Linked DNA regions of Sus scrofa: region 2 is linked to region 1. The links are chromatin contacts, called in public Hi-C maps. All regions are on one chromosome and are shown on one strand. The core of a region is the stretch at or near the end of the contact, and the rest is flanking DNA. Distances in the headings are between cores, read along the strand shown.

What was found. Hi-C and Micro-C count contacts between places; a contact is called where the count stands out from the background.
Region 2: a contact with region 1 is called in a Hi-C map of skeletal muscle, with 3 times the contacts expected there. The contact joins the enhancer-like site here to the promoter of FBXL22 in region 1. A contact is called at or near these places in 2 of 5 promoter capture datasets (fetal liver and liver), 14 of 47 Hi-C or Micro-C datasets (embryonic fibroblasts, epiblast stem cells, fetal heart ventricle and 4 more) and 2 of 2 datasets of contacts at active chromatin or transcription factors (alveolar macrophages and skeletal muscle).

The regions. Positions count from the first base shown.
Region 1 is chr1:108,407,541-108,415,033 of Sscrofa11.1, forward strand. It overlaps FBXL22 (F-box and leucine-rich protein 22), which reads right to left and starts at 4,397. Exons shown (of 2, transcript XM_021094142.1): 1 at 3,869-4,397; 2 at 687-1,804. The coding sequence starts at 4,374. The coding sequence ends at 1,459. USP3 (ubiquitin carboxyl-terminal hydrolase 3) reads right to left here. Exons shown (of 16, transcript XM_021094102.1): 16 at 6,818-7,493.
Region 2 is chr1:108,552,193-108,559,685 of Sscrofa11.1, forward strand. All of the region lies in intron 6 of APH1B (gamma-secretase subunit APH-1B), which reads right to left. Among named protein-coding and RNA genes, the nearest start is that of USP3, 40 kb to the left of the region's middle. Within about 2 kb of position 2,714, at least 3 of the 83 cell types and tissues checked have an H3K27ac peak or open chromatin away from gene starts, as enhancers often do. A contact at or near this core is called in skeletal muscle, where this site is marked.

The DNA of each region.
Region 1 (7,493 bases), core at 3,147-5,646:
GAGGCCTCCCTCATCCCTTATTTCTCTGATCACCTCTCCTGCTCACCTTTCCTCCTCATTTACTCTGTTTCAGCCATACTGACCTCCTATTCCCTAACACACCTGCCATGCTCCTAGTTTGGGGCCTTTATGCTGATGGCTGTTTCCTCTGCCTGGAATATTTTCCTCCCAGATGCTCTCCCTCACTTTATTTCTCAGATCCACCTTCTCAATGGGGCTTACATTGATCGACCTCATTTAAGTTGCTTCTGCCTTTCCCAGCAACTCCCAGATAGCCTCTTAGCCTGTGCTTCACCTTCTCCAATACTTAACCTTTCTATACACCAATTACTGTCTCTTCCCTCACTAGAATGTAAGCTCCTTGATAACAGAATGGCTTATTCCGTGCTGTTTCTCCAGTATTCGGGCAACATATTAAGGAACCTGTGAGTAGGGATCAAGAGCCCCTTTCACAAGAAACTCCTGGCCTCAGGTGGGTAAAGGACCTTGATCTTAGCTGGTAATGGGAGGAGCCAGAGCGTGAGCATCGCCCACCCCTCCACCATCCTCCCTGCCTTCCCCACTTAGCCAGTTTTCCCCATGTACCTGGGACCAGGAGGCTGCTGGTTGGCCGAAAGCCTTTGCTTTGGTGGATAAAGGTGGGACACCAGTGACTAAAGCCCTGAAGTTGGAACTCCAGACGTTGCCACGTTCAGCAAATCTAGCAGGTAAAAATTTTAATTTTGCATCAGCTTTTAAGGGTTTCATTATCCAGTGATCTAACCAGGGCTATTGCTTTTAAGTCTTCGGGTTTTTCAAATGATTTTTTTCCCCTTATTAATGAGAGAACGGTAGAAAATGAGGATAAAAACGGCTGTTTATGAAAGAAGCACATCAACGAGCGAGTTTTCTGGAACCTTGTTTGCAGTCCCTCCTAGAAATGCATCTGCCCGGAAAAAAGGCGAGCACGCTGGGGTGGCTGTAAAGCAAAGCCGCAGTTCGATGGCTGTCTCGGTCCCTGTGCCAGGGGTTCCTTCCCTCTTCCCGCTGGCGCACCACCTAGACCCTCCGAGGGCCCGGGGGTTTCACTGCGCGCTTTCCCGGGGTGGCCCGCCCCGCGCGCTGCGGGGGAGCCCCGGGTGGTCACGCCTCCCCGCCAGGTTATTTATATCTCCAAACTCGTTGGTGTTGGGTAGGGCCTCCTGCAGCTACGGGCGGCGCCAGGCGGAGAATACGGTGCGCGGGAGAGACGGGGAAGGGTGCTGGTGTTTAGTGAGATAAATAAACACTGGAGTGTTTTCCAAGCATCGGGCCATCAAATTTCCCGCTTAGCCTGTGTATAAAATCACGTGAGGTAGGCGCTCGTATCCTCGTCTTGGATGAGGATGTGGCGGCTGTCTAGGAGTTGGAGTTCAAGCCAGGTCGCTCCTTCCGCCGGGACGCCCGAGGCGGGTGTCCTCCCAGCGGAGAGGCGCCCAGCTAGCGTTGCAGCAGTTTGCGGAAAGCGGCGCCGGGCGCTTGCGGGCCGCGCGGGGGCTGGTCTGGGATCATGGCTGCGCTGTGCTCGGCGCGCAGCGTCAGGCGCGGGCACGCGGCGCGCAGGCGGCGCAGGCCAGCCGCGCTCACGTTGCGGCAGAAGTCCACGTGCAGCGTCTGCAGCGCGCGCCCGTGCGCCGCCACGGCTGTCAGCGTGCGGTTGGTGACGCGCGCGCAGTTCTCCAGGCGCAGAGCGCGCAGGCGCGGGCAGGAGAGGAGCAGACGCACTAGGCAGTCGTCGGTGACGTGACCGCAGCCGGATAGCGTGACGGATGCCAGGTTGGGGCACCTGCGGAGAGAACGCGGTGACCGCGGGCCAGTGCCGAGGAGGGTGCGGTTAGAATGCTAGCGTGCGCCCCCTCCCCGCGCCACGCCGCTTCCCGAAGTTCCCTGAGGTGGTTGGTGCGTTTTCCAACTCTGGGAGACCAGGCGTATCAGAGACGAGAACTCTGCAGTAACGGAGCCTGGATCTGAACTGGGGCTTTTGTCCCGTTTCTCCTTCCCTTTCTGCCACTCGCCCCGCCGTGCTTTAATCTGCGTGAGCTCTTAGCCTCAGGAGACCCCAGTGGAGACCCAGGTCCGTGTCCTGCTGTGAACATAGAGATGCTGGTTCCAAGGAGGAACGACTGTAGCTGCTTTGGTTCTCTCCTCACCTGTTGCCTTGGGTAGGGGTGAAGTAGGAGTTGGGGGAGGGAGAATAACGCCTACCGGTGGGATTGTTGGAGGATTAAATGAGATTTGGGATGTCTGGAGCCTGCACAGGGACTTCTATAGGCAATCAAAACCCATGTTTCCTGGGAGCGAGCAGGACCAGACTGCTTCCTGTCAAGAAGAACCTGACTGGTGGGCGCTGGCTTTGGTTTCCTGTAGCCAGAGGAAGCTGGAGTCAGCCCCGGGGAAGGGGGGGGGGGTTCTGTTCCCCATCAGCCTACCCCATTGCCTTTTGACTGAACTTGCCTGCACCAGCTCAGCTCCCTTTGCCTGAGGAAGGAAGGAACTGAAATAGGTTGAGCATGGCCACATCCACACGCTGAGTGCGTCGCATCTGCCCAAGTTGACACGCCTTCCTTATGCTTCATACCAACGCTCCACCCCATTTTGTGAGGAAACTGGCCCAGAGAGCTCAAGTGACTTGCCTGTGACTTATTTGCTGTCTGACCCAGGACAAATGTCTAAACCTTACTGGGGCCCCTCTTCATCTGACAAGTGTTACCTTCAGGTTGGTTGTAAGGACTAGGTAGGTGTTTAAGCCCCAAGGGTGTTAAGTGATCCCTTCCTCTGAGAACCTTTAGAGTAAGCCTGATGCAGGAAGACACCAGAGAAAGAGCCGCCTCCATCCTGGCCCAGCCATCCTCACCTGTTCTTCCCAACACCCCCTCCCCAGAAGACTGCCAGATCTAGAATTGGTGGATACTTGGCAATACCCACTATGTGCCCGTGCTACTGTGTCATTTAATTCTTTTAGCCTGCAAGATAAGGCAATTTATCCCACTTTATGGATGAAGAAATGAGGTTGAAAGAGTTTAAATATTGGGGCTGGGGTCACATGGACACTAGCAGAACTGAGGGACTCGGAGGAGGACCATGACCATCAAGTCCTTTGCTTTTTTTTTTTTTTTGGTAACTCTGGGGACACTTGGTGTGCCCAGACAGTGGCCTGGGAAGGCCAGGCCACACCTTGCTGATTTAACTGGGCTTGAGTTTTTATTTGCTAAAATCTGGCAGCTTTAGACTTTGGGGCAGATCACACAACCTGTCAGAGCTTTGGTTTGCTTATCTGAAAACTTAGGCTAGAACACTTTCTCCTTTGGGTAGCGTGAAGATTAGTAAGTTTCTAGGAAACCATAATTTATCACCACCCCTATTTCCGGAGCCTAGCTTGGTTTAGCTAACTCAGAGCTGAGCCCTCTAAGCTCTCCTTCCACAGCTGCATTTCACAGGTCTTGGGGTTTGCTTGCTAGGGGCAGGGTGGAGCGGTGAGCTGACTGCTGAATCTAGGAACCTTTTCCTGGGGCCTGACTTTGAAAAATCAAGGCCCAGCTGGACCCACCCAGCGTTTAATGGCTGCCAGGGAGGACAGCTGGCCCAAAAGATGGGGACAGCTGAAGCCGAGTTCTTCCTCTTTGCAGAAGCAGCTCTAGGACCTGTGAGGCTAAGGGGAGGCTTGGTGCCCATTTCCCCCATCTGGGGACTGCACTGTGGCAGGGCCTGGGAGCAGGGGGTTGCCTTGGGCCTAGTCTGAGGCTCTCCAAATCGGAGCCATCCTCTTGTGGTTTGCTCTTCCCTGCCCCCCAGAAGCCTCATAGAACTCCAGATGCCAGAGCCAGCAAAGCCAGCACAGGAGGTGGCCTACCTGTCGCACACCTGGAGGAGGAAATCATTGACCAGGTTCTCATGCCGGCTGCAGATGCTCCTCTGGAGGGCGCTCTTGAGCCAGTCCTCAATGCTGCACACCTGCACGCGGCTGGAATGCCAGCAGATGGAGAGGCTCCTGAGGGCTGGGCTCAGGAGGAAGTTGTCCTTCTTGAGTTCTGTGAGGGAACGGAAGTGCAGCAGGGGCCAGAGTGCGGGGTCCTCAAACACGTCCTGGAGCTGGGGGCAGGTCCTGGCGAGGTTCTTCCTGCTGTCCTTGTCCAGGAAGGAGAAGAGGTGCAGCAGGCACTCCCGGTTGAGCTGGGTGATGTGCATGGTGTGCAGCGGCCACACAGAGTATGACTGGAGCCCGGGGACCTGACCTACCTCCTGCTGCTCCTCCCCAGCTCTGGGCTGGTGGACATATATGGTTGAGGAATGGTGTTTATTTTTGGCCAACAACTGGTGCTGCCGCTCTGAGGAGGGGGGAGGTCCAGGCCCAGACATACGTGCAGCAGTGTGTGGCTCGGCTTATGTTCAGAGGAATTGAAGATCTTGGCAGAGAAGCAGCGTATTGAAGTTAAATAGCTTCCTTAAAAGGGATTTCTTTGCTTTTAGCTGACAATGGCATTAGGCAGAGAGCTCTTTTGGCGTTTTCATTCGTGGTACTGGCTAGACCACCTCCGTCTGGGCCTGCAAGTCTCTTGTCACTGGGAAGGACTCTAATTGCAAACAGTGTCTGTTTTTATTTTCTGGGACATCAATAGGAGTCTTTTGCTCTGCTCTTTGTAGGAAAAGGTTTGTCTATAAAGAGCAGTGTGGTAGTTTTGTGCTCAGAGATGTAAGCAGAAGGCATGGGTAGTACCCCTTTTCTGTTACTTTTGCTCAGTAGTGACACTTTCCAGGCTTCAGAACTGCCTTCAAATCCTGCTGCCCTCCTCCAGGCACAGGGATTTCCTCGGTCTCCCATTTGCCTCTATGTATACCCTTCGTTTTTTCCATAAAGGGTTTGTCCTCAGTAGCTTCTCTCTCCAAGATTCTTCTGTGTATATATGTGTCACTTTTTAAACTTCGGTTTACTTGGCTTTAGCCTTTAAGAGTTGTGTCCTGCTGTATCCAGCCTGTATTTTCCAAAATGTCAGGGTGGTTGAGGTAGCTCCTAATACAAAACTGCTTGAAACAGTTTTAGGTTGCTGTACTTCAGTCTGCGCTTGCCCATTGAGCCAGTCACACACCATCTTCCTTGTGAATGCCCTGAGCTCCTGGCGGTGAGCTGCTAGCCAGGCTTCCTGAAGGTTTTTTTTATTCTCTATTCAGGATCTGAGATTTCTCAATCCATGAAGCATTTTCTAATATCACTTCGCTCCCGATCCTTGACCAGACCCCACCTCAGTTTTCCTCCTGCGAAGGCCTCACTCTGTGTACCAGTTGGTTGGCTTGGTGGGTTAAGTAATGAGACGAGGAAACCGGTCTTCCTCTGCTAGACCAGGGAGCAGCCCCTCAGTGGTCACCTCCATTCCTTCTCCCACATAATGGGAATTGGAAGGAGGGGGAACACTTTGTTTTGCACGTGGGTGGAGTAACACAGATGAAACACCTCTTCTGAGGCTAAGGCTCGGTCAGCCCTGGTGCAGCTTGGCCTGTGAAAGCAGAATGCAGCCAAGGGAAGAAGGCAGCCATTGGCATCAGCTCCCGTGCTCTGAGGAGTCCATCACAGTCACCCCACCACTTGCCAAGGTGAAATGGAAGGTCTGACTTTCCTTGAAAACAACATAAACCAAGAAACAGCCAAAAGGAAGAAGTGTTTCTCAAGGAAAGGACAACTAGGTACTGCTCTTTCCAGCTCATCATCGTAGTTGTCCCAGCTGACAGCCAGAGTCCCTCTTCCAGCTCTAGTTAAACGTATCCACACCAGGGGTGCTGCTGTACCACCGGTGGGTTTAGTGGAAAGCCTTATTAGCCCCCTCCCTCCCCAGTCCTTCACAAACCCATCCTTTTCAGAGGGCTGAGCCCTGGAAGTAGGGCATTCTTTCACCTTCTTAAAAGACAGAGCAGTGTTAAGTGTACTGTCTGTGGGGGAGAGTCCTTTTGCTTCCTTGTGGTTTCCAAGTTGCACTCCTGCAGCGCTGCTCAAACAGTGAAAGATAGGCAGGCCTCACATTCAGAGCCTGGCTCCTTCGCTGAAGCATCCCAGGATATGGGGGGGGGGGCACGTGCATGGCTGCTTTTGGGGAGGGGTCTGGCTCAGGGCCAGGTGTTGTGACCACAGCTCCTTCTTTTCTGCCCATGTGGAGCTCGGCTGCTTGGCTGCAACAACAGCAGCTGCACAGCTGCCAGAAGGAAATGTGTGATGTGGGAACTGGAGGCAAAACCATTTGGGCTGCAGGCGCCTCTGTCTTCAAACTTTAGAAGGCTGATAGGAACCGGCAAATAAGTAACACGGAAAAACAGTGGATGTGGACACAGGTGGTTCTTAGTTTTTTTGGTTTGCAGGGGACATGGGGCAGAGAGGGAGTGTACAGTTTACCGCAAAGCAGAATTTTTTTTTTTTTTAAAGCAATGGCACTTGTTGACCTGTTTTGACTTTGAAAGGTGATTCTTTGCTCAGAGCCCCAAACCTGGTTCTTCAGGGTAGTGTCTAGCTGTGAAGAGGCAAGTGGACCTCATTTTAATAAAATCAGTGTCACAAGGGAAGACAGGATGAAGTTGCCCAACACAAGTGAGCTCCCTTAGTGCACCTGAGTGCAGGCACTAGAGGAGCTCTCCCGCCACCCCCCTGCCCCTCCAAGTCAAGCCATCTGGGCCCACATGCACCAGCAGCCCCAGCTGGCAGGGGGTCTGTAAAAACCTTCTATTACCTGTTGGCTGGCTCAGAAGGTTCATAGCTTAAGCAGGTTCATTGTCACCTAACTTTGCAACACTGAAAGGTGTTCAGAAATAATAGTCAAAAGGAAAGAGACCAGATCTTTAATGATACTTTCCATAAAAAAGATCGGGTTGGTGAAGCAGAAAAGGGGTATGGTTACAACTTAAATGAAATTGGTCACTGGCACAGTTAATCTTCTCAGCATCGGACAAACTAGGTCTTAGTGAACATAACTGCATCACAGCACGACTCGAAGAGGGCAGTCTGGAGTCCGTCGCCCTCAGACCTGAGGGGGAAAGGCATGCACCCAGTGAAGCGATGCTTAGACCTTGGACTGCAGCATGACGCCAGCACACACCCACCCCTTCCTGTCACCTGGGACCCATGCCCTGGCTGCAGGCACAGACTTTTGCTCATGAGTGTCTCCAGAGCCCGAGTGAAGAGGATACTTCAGCAACAGGGGGACGGTGGAGGTTGACGTGGGCCAAGTGTACTAAACAGACTTAGGTACACACTAAACCAGTGAAGGAGAGGCTTGGCTTTAAGAAGTAAATGTGTGCCCAGCCCCAGAAACCAAGCTGCTGAGTAGGTTCCAGAGGTGAGACACACATTTAATACAACCAGGGAGGGCCCATACACTTGCCCGGCTTAGTTGTGTTACATCTGGATCACTAGACACTGAGTAGAATCCAGTGGATAAGCACAGGTTTCTCCACCATGGAGAGAGATTTGTGTTGCCACAAACTGTTTCCATCCCCCA
Region 2 (7,493 bases), core at 1,464-3,963, 140 kb after region 1:
TATCCATGTTATCCTAAATGGCATGATTTTATTCTTTTTTATGGTTAAATAACATTCTGTTTAGATCTTCTGCACATTTGAAAATCAATTGTTTGCATTTTTGCTACTGAGCATATGAGTTCTTCAAATATTTTGGACACTAACCCCTTATCAGATATGTGCTTTACAAATATTTTTCTCCCATTCCATAGGTTGCCTTTTCATTTTGTTGGTAGTTTCCTTTGATGTACAGAAGCATTTTGCTTTGATATAGTCCCACTTGTTTATTTTTGCTTTTATTGCTTTTACTATTTTGACACTTTACTGACCAATATGAGAGTGCCCATATGACAACCTGGACATGAGCTCCAATCTATGCAATGACGATTCCCAGTGTCAGTACAATGACCACAGCATGATCCTCCCAACTTCTGCCCATAGTTGGGTATTTGAGCTGCTTTCAATTTTAACTGAAATATGAAGCTCAGTTCTAAATGTCTCTGTATTATTTTTCATATTTCATAATACAAAAAACATATATATATATTAATAAATACTTATTTCATATTTTTGTTTCCTTGGAACACATTTCCCAAAGTGATGTTTCAAGGTCAAAGGGTATGATCAATTTTATAATTGGCACAGTGATTGACCAAGCATTTAACCAAAGGTTTAGAAACATCCTTGCCTACTTTTTTTACAGACTACTATTGCTGGGGAGCTGGGAGGCACATGGTGTAGTGGAAAGAGGGTGAGCGCTGGAGTAAGGAGAACTGGGCTAGATCTGGGTAATGTTATTCTACTTGAGGCTGGGGTTGTGGCAGTCTAAGGCTCTTTGGACCTTTGTTTCCCCAAGAATAAAATGGGGGAGTTACCATTTCTCCAAGCACCAGGCACAGCAGGCATTGCCTCCATCTGTTCCTGACCTTGGCCTTAGGCCTGGCCACCCTTGTCACCCACTCACCATGGCCCACCTTTGGGTGATGAACTACCAGAGAGCAGTGGAAGGTGCAGATTCTGCATCGTAAGAAAATGTGTAGAGTGCCACCTTCTGGTGTCAAGCGTTAGTGTCCACATGACTTTTGGGACCAAGCTGCCCTTGTGTCCCTGTGAGGATCTGTCCCAAGGATGAAGCTGCAGAAGGAAGGGGAGATTCTCCCCACCTAGACTGGGCCCTGGTGTTGGTGGTGGCTTAAAAGTGATAGCCTCTTTCTGCCAGTGAGACTCTGGGGGAGAGAAGAAGCAGAGTTGAAGGAAGCTGTTTTTGCTTTTGGAGACAGTAAAGTTGCTAGCAAAGGCCTCTTTGCAAAAGGAAGAGGACTTCGTCAGTGATGTATTAAACCCTGTTTAGAGAGGCTGACAGCAGTGGTCAATCAGTCCACAAATATTTACAGTGCACCTACCATGTGCTAGACATGTACTAAGATAAACAACCTATGACAAGACAGGCAGGCTCCCTGATCTCCTTGTCTAGTGGGGAAGTTTGGGGATGAGATTCCCCAAACTGATATACTTTCTTTCTTTATTTAATTGAAGACAAAACGATCCCAGGCATAAAAATTTAAAACACAGTATTTCATCTCCCAAACACTGTGGCTGTTTTTATTTCAATACATTCTGGCCCCTGTACCCTTATGTACACACATTTTTACAGAGCTATATTCATGAGGCATGTTTTCCCAAAGTTAATACATTTCACTCACAGTACTCTTCTCTGTGTTGCTACTTAATCTTCATAAATATCCTTATAGCTCTCTAAGAGGTTGTATAAAATCTGTGTAGCAAGTCCCCTAACCCCCTAAGCTTAGACTCATAATTGTTCTTTTTCTTTCTTTTCCTGCTATTATAGATACTGAAATGTTAACTACTTCATGCAGACTTACTTCTCAGTGGTCATGAATATGGCTCATCCTATGTGTTGCCATATTGCTTCCTCAAAGAGCTGCTACTAAGTTGCAATGCTACCAACCAATATTATTTCAGTGAGTCAATTTTGCTGCAACATTAGGTGAATTCAATATTGTTGCTTTTACATATTTTTGAGAATTAATATTTTTAAATGGAGTCCAAAATTTGCTTTAATCCACATTTCTCTGGATACCAGTAGGCAGGGGTTTTTTTGCACATGACTATTTATAATTGCTCACATAAAATGTCTGTTCATGTTGTGGTTAAATTTTGAATGAGTTTCTTGTTTGATGTCTTTCCTTGGAAGAGAGAAAAGCAATAGAAGATTATAGTATTGTGGCCCAGGATGCTGGAACAGTACTTCCCACTTTAACCATGGGATAAATAACTCCTTCTGGAATCTTCCTAAGAAAGCTCAGCTATTCCAGAATCCAAAGCACACGTCTCTTCTGCTGCCCAAAGCTACTAAGTGAGAAAAGTGATTCTGTAACACACTTGGCTGTGCTTGATTCAGTAGTGGAAATGACATAATTTCCCACTGTTTGTGAAAAAGAGTTGGACATTAGCCTAGGCTACAATAATGCAAATGAAAATTATGTGACTGGAGAGTTAATTTGTTTCCTAGTGACTCAAGAAATAGTGTCCTTGAGTGTTGGAGGGGTCCACACTCCAAACCTCTGGCCCAGAGATGTGAAGTGACTTGCTTAAATTTACACTGCAAACTAGACCTCCCAGCTCCTGATTCCCCTTGCATCTTTCCCACATCTAGAATGGGAATGTTAATGAACCTGTGATTCTCTCCTTCACAGCTCCACCCTGTTCCTCTGTGTGTGTGTGTTGGGGTGGGGGGAGGATTGGCCACCTCCCAACCTGGATGACTTCTGGAACATAGCTCTGGGAACACTTTCTGTGCTGGGAGTTGGTTTCCTTTTCCTACATAGCTTTCAACAAGGATTCTGGGCTGTTCCTCTCTGGGAACTCAAAGGAATGAACCAGGCAGGGTTCTGAGCAGTAGCTATAGTACTTTTCCAGACCATATGTCTTCCTTATGAAAGGAGATGATGAATGTTAGAAGTGGGGTCTATATGATAGAGAGCAATTTTGACTATGCCAAAAAGGCATTGGGGTTTAGTAAATACCTCACTAATATTTCCTGGGATGACTAGATTAAGAAGGGAACTAACATTTGAATAACACATATCATGTGTTAAAACTAATAGAATTAGAGGATACAACTCTATTGTTTGTAAAAAGGAGACCACACCAAAAATCTATACAAAATGAAAAGGAAGAGAATTATGACTCAGACAAGGGAGCAAGAAAAAAAAACCCATTAAAACAGCTAAGTGATCTGGAGATTATCAACCTCCATGAAAAAACTTTACACTGATAATAGTAAAGATGATTCAAGATCTTGGAAATAAACTGGAGGCAAAGACTGATAAATTGCAAGGGACATTGAGCAAAGAAATAGAAGACAAAGATTAAGCAAGCAGAGATGCAAATACAGTAGCTGAAATAAAAAAGTTCACTAGAAGCAAACAACAGCAGAATACAGGAGGCAGAAGAATGAAGAAGCAAGGTGGAGGACAGACTAATGAAAAGTACTGATGTGGAACAGAAAAGAGAAAAAAGATTGAGAAGAATTGAAGACAGTCTAAGAGAACTCTGGGATAATGTTCAATGCACCAACATCTATATTATAGAGGTGCCAGAAGAGATAGAGAAAGGGCCAGAGAAAATATTTAAAGAGATAATATCCAAAAACTTCCCTAACATGGGAAAGGAACTACTAACTCAAATCCAGGAAGCACAATGAGTACTATATAAAATAAATCCAAGGAAGATCATCCCAGACACATATTCATCATATTGACCAAAATTAAAGACAAAGAGAAAATATTGAAAGCAGCTAGGGAAAAGAAACAAATGATAAGGTTATTGGAAATAACCCCGATAAGGTTATTGGAAATTTTTCAGCAGAAACACTCTGCAGGCCAGAAGGGAGTGGCATGATATACTTAATGTGATGAAAGGAAAAAACTTCCGACCAAGATTACTCTACCCGGCAAGGCTCTCTTTCAGATTTGAAGGAGAAATCAAAAGCTTTACAGACAAACAAAAGCTAAGAGAATTCAGCACCACTAAACCAGCTGTACAACAAATACTAAAGCAACTTTTGTAGGTGGAAAAGAAAAGGCCACAACTAGCAACAAAAATATCACAAATGACAAGGCCCACTGATAAGTGCATACATATAGTAAAGGTAGGAGATCATCCACAAAAAAATATGCCACCAAAATCAAAAATCATGAGGAGGGTACAAATGAAAGACACTGGAGATGCACTTGCATTTAAGTGACCAAAAATGTAAAACAATCTTGTATATATATAGACTCCTATATCAAAACTTCATGGTAACTGCAAACCAAAACTATATAATAGATACAAACACAAATAAGAAAAAGCAATCCAAACACAACACTAAAGAGTCCTCAAACCACAAAAGAGAACAAGAGAAGAAGGGAGGAAAAAAGACCAACAAAAACAAATCCAAAACAGTTAATAAAATGGCAATATGAACATACATATCAATAAATACCTTAAGTGTAAATGGACTAAATGCCCCAACCAAAAGACACAGTATGGCTGAATGGATACAAAAACAAGACCCATATATATGCTATCTACAAGAGACTCACTTTAGTTCTAGGGACACATACAAATAGAAAGTGAGAGGATGGAAGAAAATATTCCATGCAAATGGAAGTTAAAAGAAAGCTGGTATAGCAATACTAACATCAGATAAAGTAGACCTTAAAATAAAGAATATTATAAAATACTAAGAAGGACATTACATAATGATTAACGATTCAATCCAAGAGGAAGATATAACAATTGTAAATAGATATGCACCCAACATAGGATCACCTCAAAATGTAAGGCAACTGCTAATAACTTTAAAAGGAGAAATTGATAATAACACAATAATAGCTGGAGACTTTAACACCCCACTTAATGCAATAGACAGATAATCCAGGCAGAAAGTCAACAAGGAAACACAGGCCTTAAATGATACATTATACCAGATGAACCTAATAGATATATATAGAACATTCCAACAAAAAGCAGAAGAATGCACATTCTTCTCAAGCGCATAAGAAACATTCTCTAGGATAGATCATATTTTGGGCCACAAATCAAGCCTCAGTAAATTTAAGAAAATTGAAATCATATCAAGCATATTTTCCAACCATAACTCTACACAAGTGGAAATCAACAAGGAAAAAAAACCTGCAAAAAATACAAACACGTGGAGACTAAACAACATGCTACTAAACAACCAATGGATGACTGAAGAAATCAAAGAGGAAATTAGAAAATACCTGGGAGCAAATGACAAAAAAGACACAACAATCCAACACCTATGGGATGCAGCAAAAGCAATTCTAAGGGGGAAGTTTATAGCAATAAAGTCTACCTCAGGAAACAAGAAAAAGCTCTAATAAACAACCTATCTTTACACCTAAAGTGACTAGAGAGAGAAGATCAGACAAGACACAGAGTTAGCAGAAGGAAAGAAATCATAAAGATCAGAGCAGAAATAAATGAAATAGAAATGAAGAAAACCATAGAAAAGATCAATGAAACAAAAAGCTGGTCCTTTGATCTCTGTTTGCTTAAGTTTTAAATCTTGTATTTCTTTGCTCAGTGTTTGCTGTAAATTATCTATCTTTGCCTCCAGTTTATTTCCAATGTCTTGCATCATCTTCAGCATCATCAGTCTAAAGTCTTTTCCTGGAAGCTGATAATCTCCAGATCACTTAGCTGTTTTTCTGGGGTTTTTTTCTTGCTCCCTTATCTGAGTTATATTTCTCTGCCTTTTCATTTTTATAGGTTTTTGGTGTGGTGCCCTTTTGCAGACAACAGATCGTAACCTCTCTTACTTCTGATGTCTGCCCCCCTTGTGACTGAAGTCGGTAAGTGAGCTTGCTGTAGGCTTCCTGATGGGAGGGACTGGTGCCTGCCCACTGGTAGGTGTGGCTGATTCCTATCCCTCTGGTGGGTTGGGCTTTGTCTCTGGGTGAGATTAGAGGATGCTGTGTACCTGGGGGACTTTAGGCAGCCTGTTTATTGATGGGTGGGGTTGTGGTCCCACCTGGATTATTGTTTGCCTTGGGGCTTCTCAGAGCTGATGGGTGGGGCCAGATTTTCCCAAAATGGCCACCTCCAGAGAAATACATGCTGGAGAGCTTTGCCTCCAATGTCCTTCCCCCACAATGAGCCACAGTTACCTCCTGGTTTCCCAGGAGATCCTCCAAGATCTGCAGTCAGATCTGATCCAGATTCCTATGGATCCTCTGCTTTGCACTGGGAATCAGTGCACATGAAAGCCTGTGTACACCTTTCAAGAATGGGGTCTCCATTTCCCCCAGTCCTGTGGAGCTCCTGAGCACAAGCCCCACTGGCCTTCAATGCCAGATGCTCTGAGGCTCTTTCTCCCAATGCCAGATACCCAGGCATGGGGATTTGACATGGGTCTCAGAACTCTCACTCCTGTAGGCGAGTCTCTGTGATACAGTTACTTTCCAGTCTGCAGGCTTCCCACTTGGGAGGTATGGGGTTGTTTATATCACATAATCACCCCTCCTACCTCTTGATGTGGCTTCCTCTTTGTCTTATGAAGTAGGATATCTTTTTGAAAGTTTCCAGTCCATTTGGTTGAAAGTTGTTCAGCATTTGGTTGTAATTTTGTTGTTTTTATGAGAGAAGTTGAGCTCCAGTCTTTCTATTTTTCCATCTTAATACTGTCTCTCTTAACCCCAAAGATGGTTCTTTGAAAATATCAACAAAATTGATAAACCCTTAGATTCATCAAGAAAAAAGGAGAGAGGACTCAAATTAATAAAATTAGAAATGAAAAAGGAGATGTTACAAAGGACATCACAGAAATACAAGGGATCATCAGGGATTACTACAAGCAACTATATGCCAATAAAATGGTCAACCTAGAAGAAATGGACAAACTCTTAGAAAAGTACAATTTTCCAAGACTAAAGCAAGATGAAATAGAAAAGATGACAGACCAATTGCAAGTACTGAAATTGAAACTGTGATTAAAAAACTTTCAACAAACAAAAGTCCAGGACCAGATGGCTTCACAGGTGAATTATTTTTTTTTCCAATTTATTTATTTATTTATTTTTTGTGAAATTTTATTTTTATTTTTTTAACAAAATAAAATACATATATTTAAACACAATTATATTCACACAGATTATTATATCATGGATCTGAAGAAAGAGATTAAGTGACTCCCTCTGGAGAGTGGAATGGAAAATATGCTGAGACAAATAGGAAATTTATTCTATACTTTATCCCATTTTGTATGGCTTTCATCTTTACTATTTAGTATTATCTATTACATTTCAATTTTTCTTTAACAATTAGCATTGTATTAAAATTGTGTATATTATGCAACTAAAATTTATAAAGAAGAAAGACTTATAATACCATTAAATATTTTATATAGCATAATAAAAAGAATAACTTAACCGGTAAGAATAACGAAAATAATACACCTTCTGGAAATAAGTAAAATATAA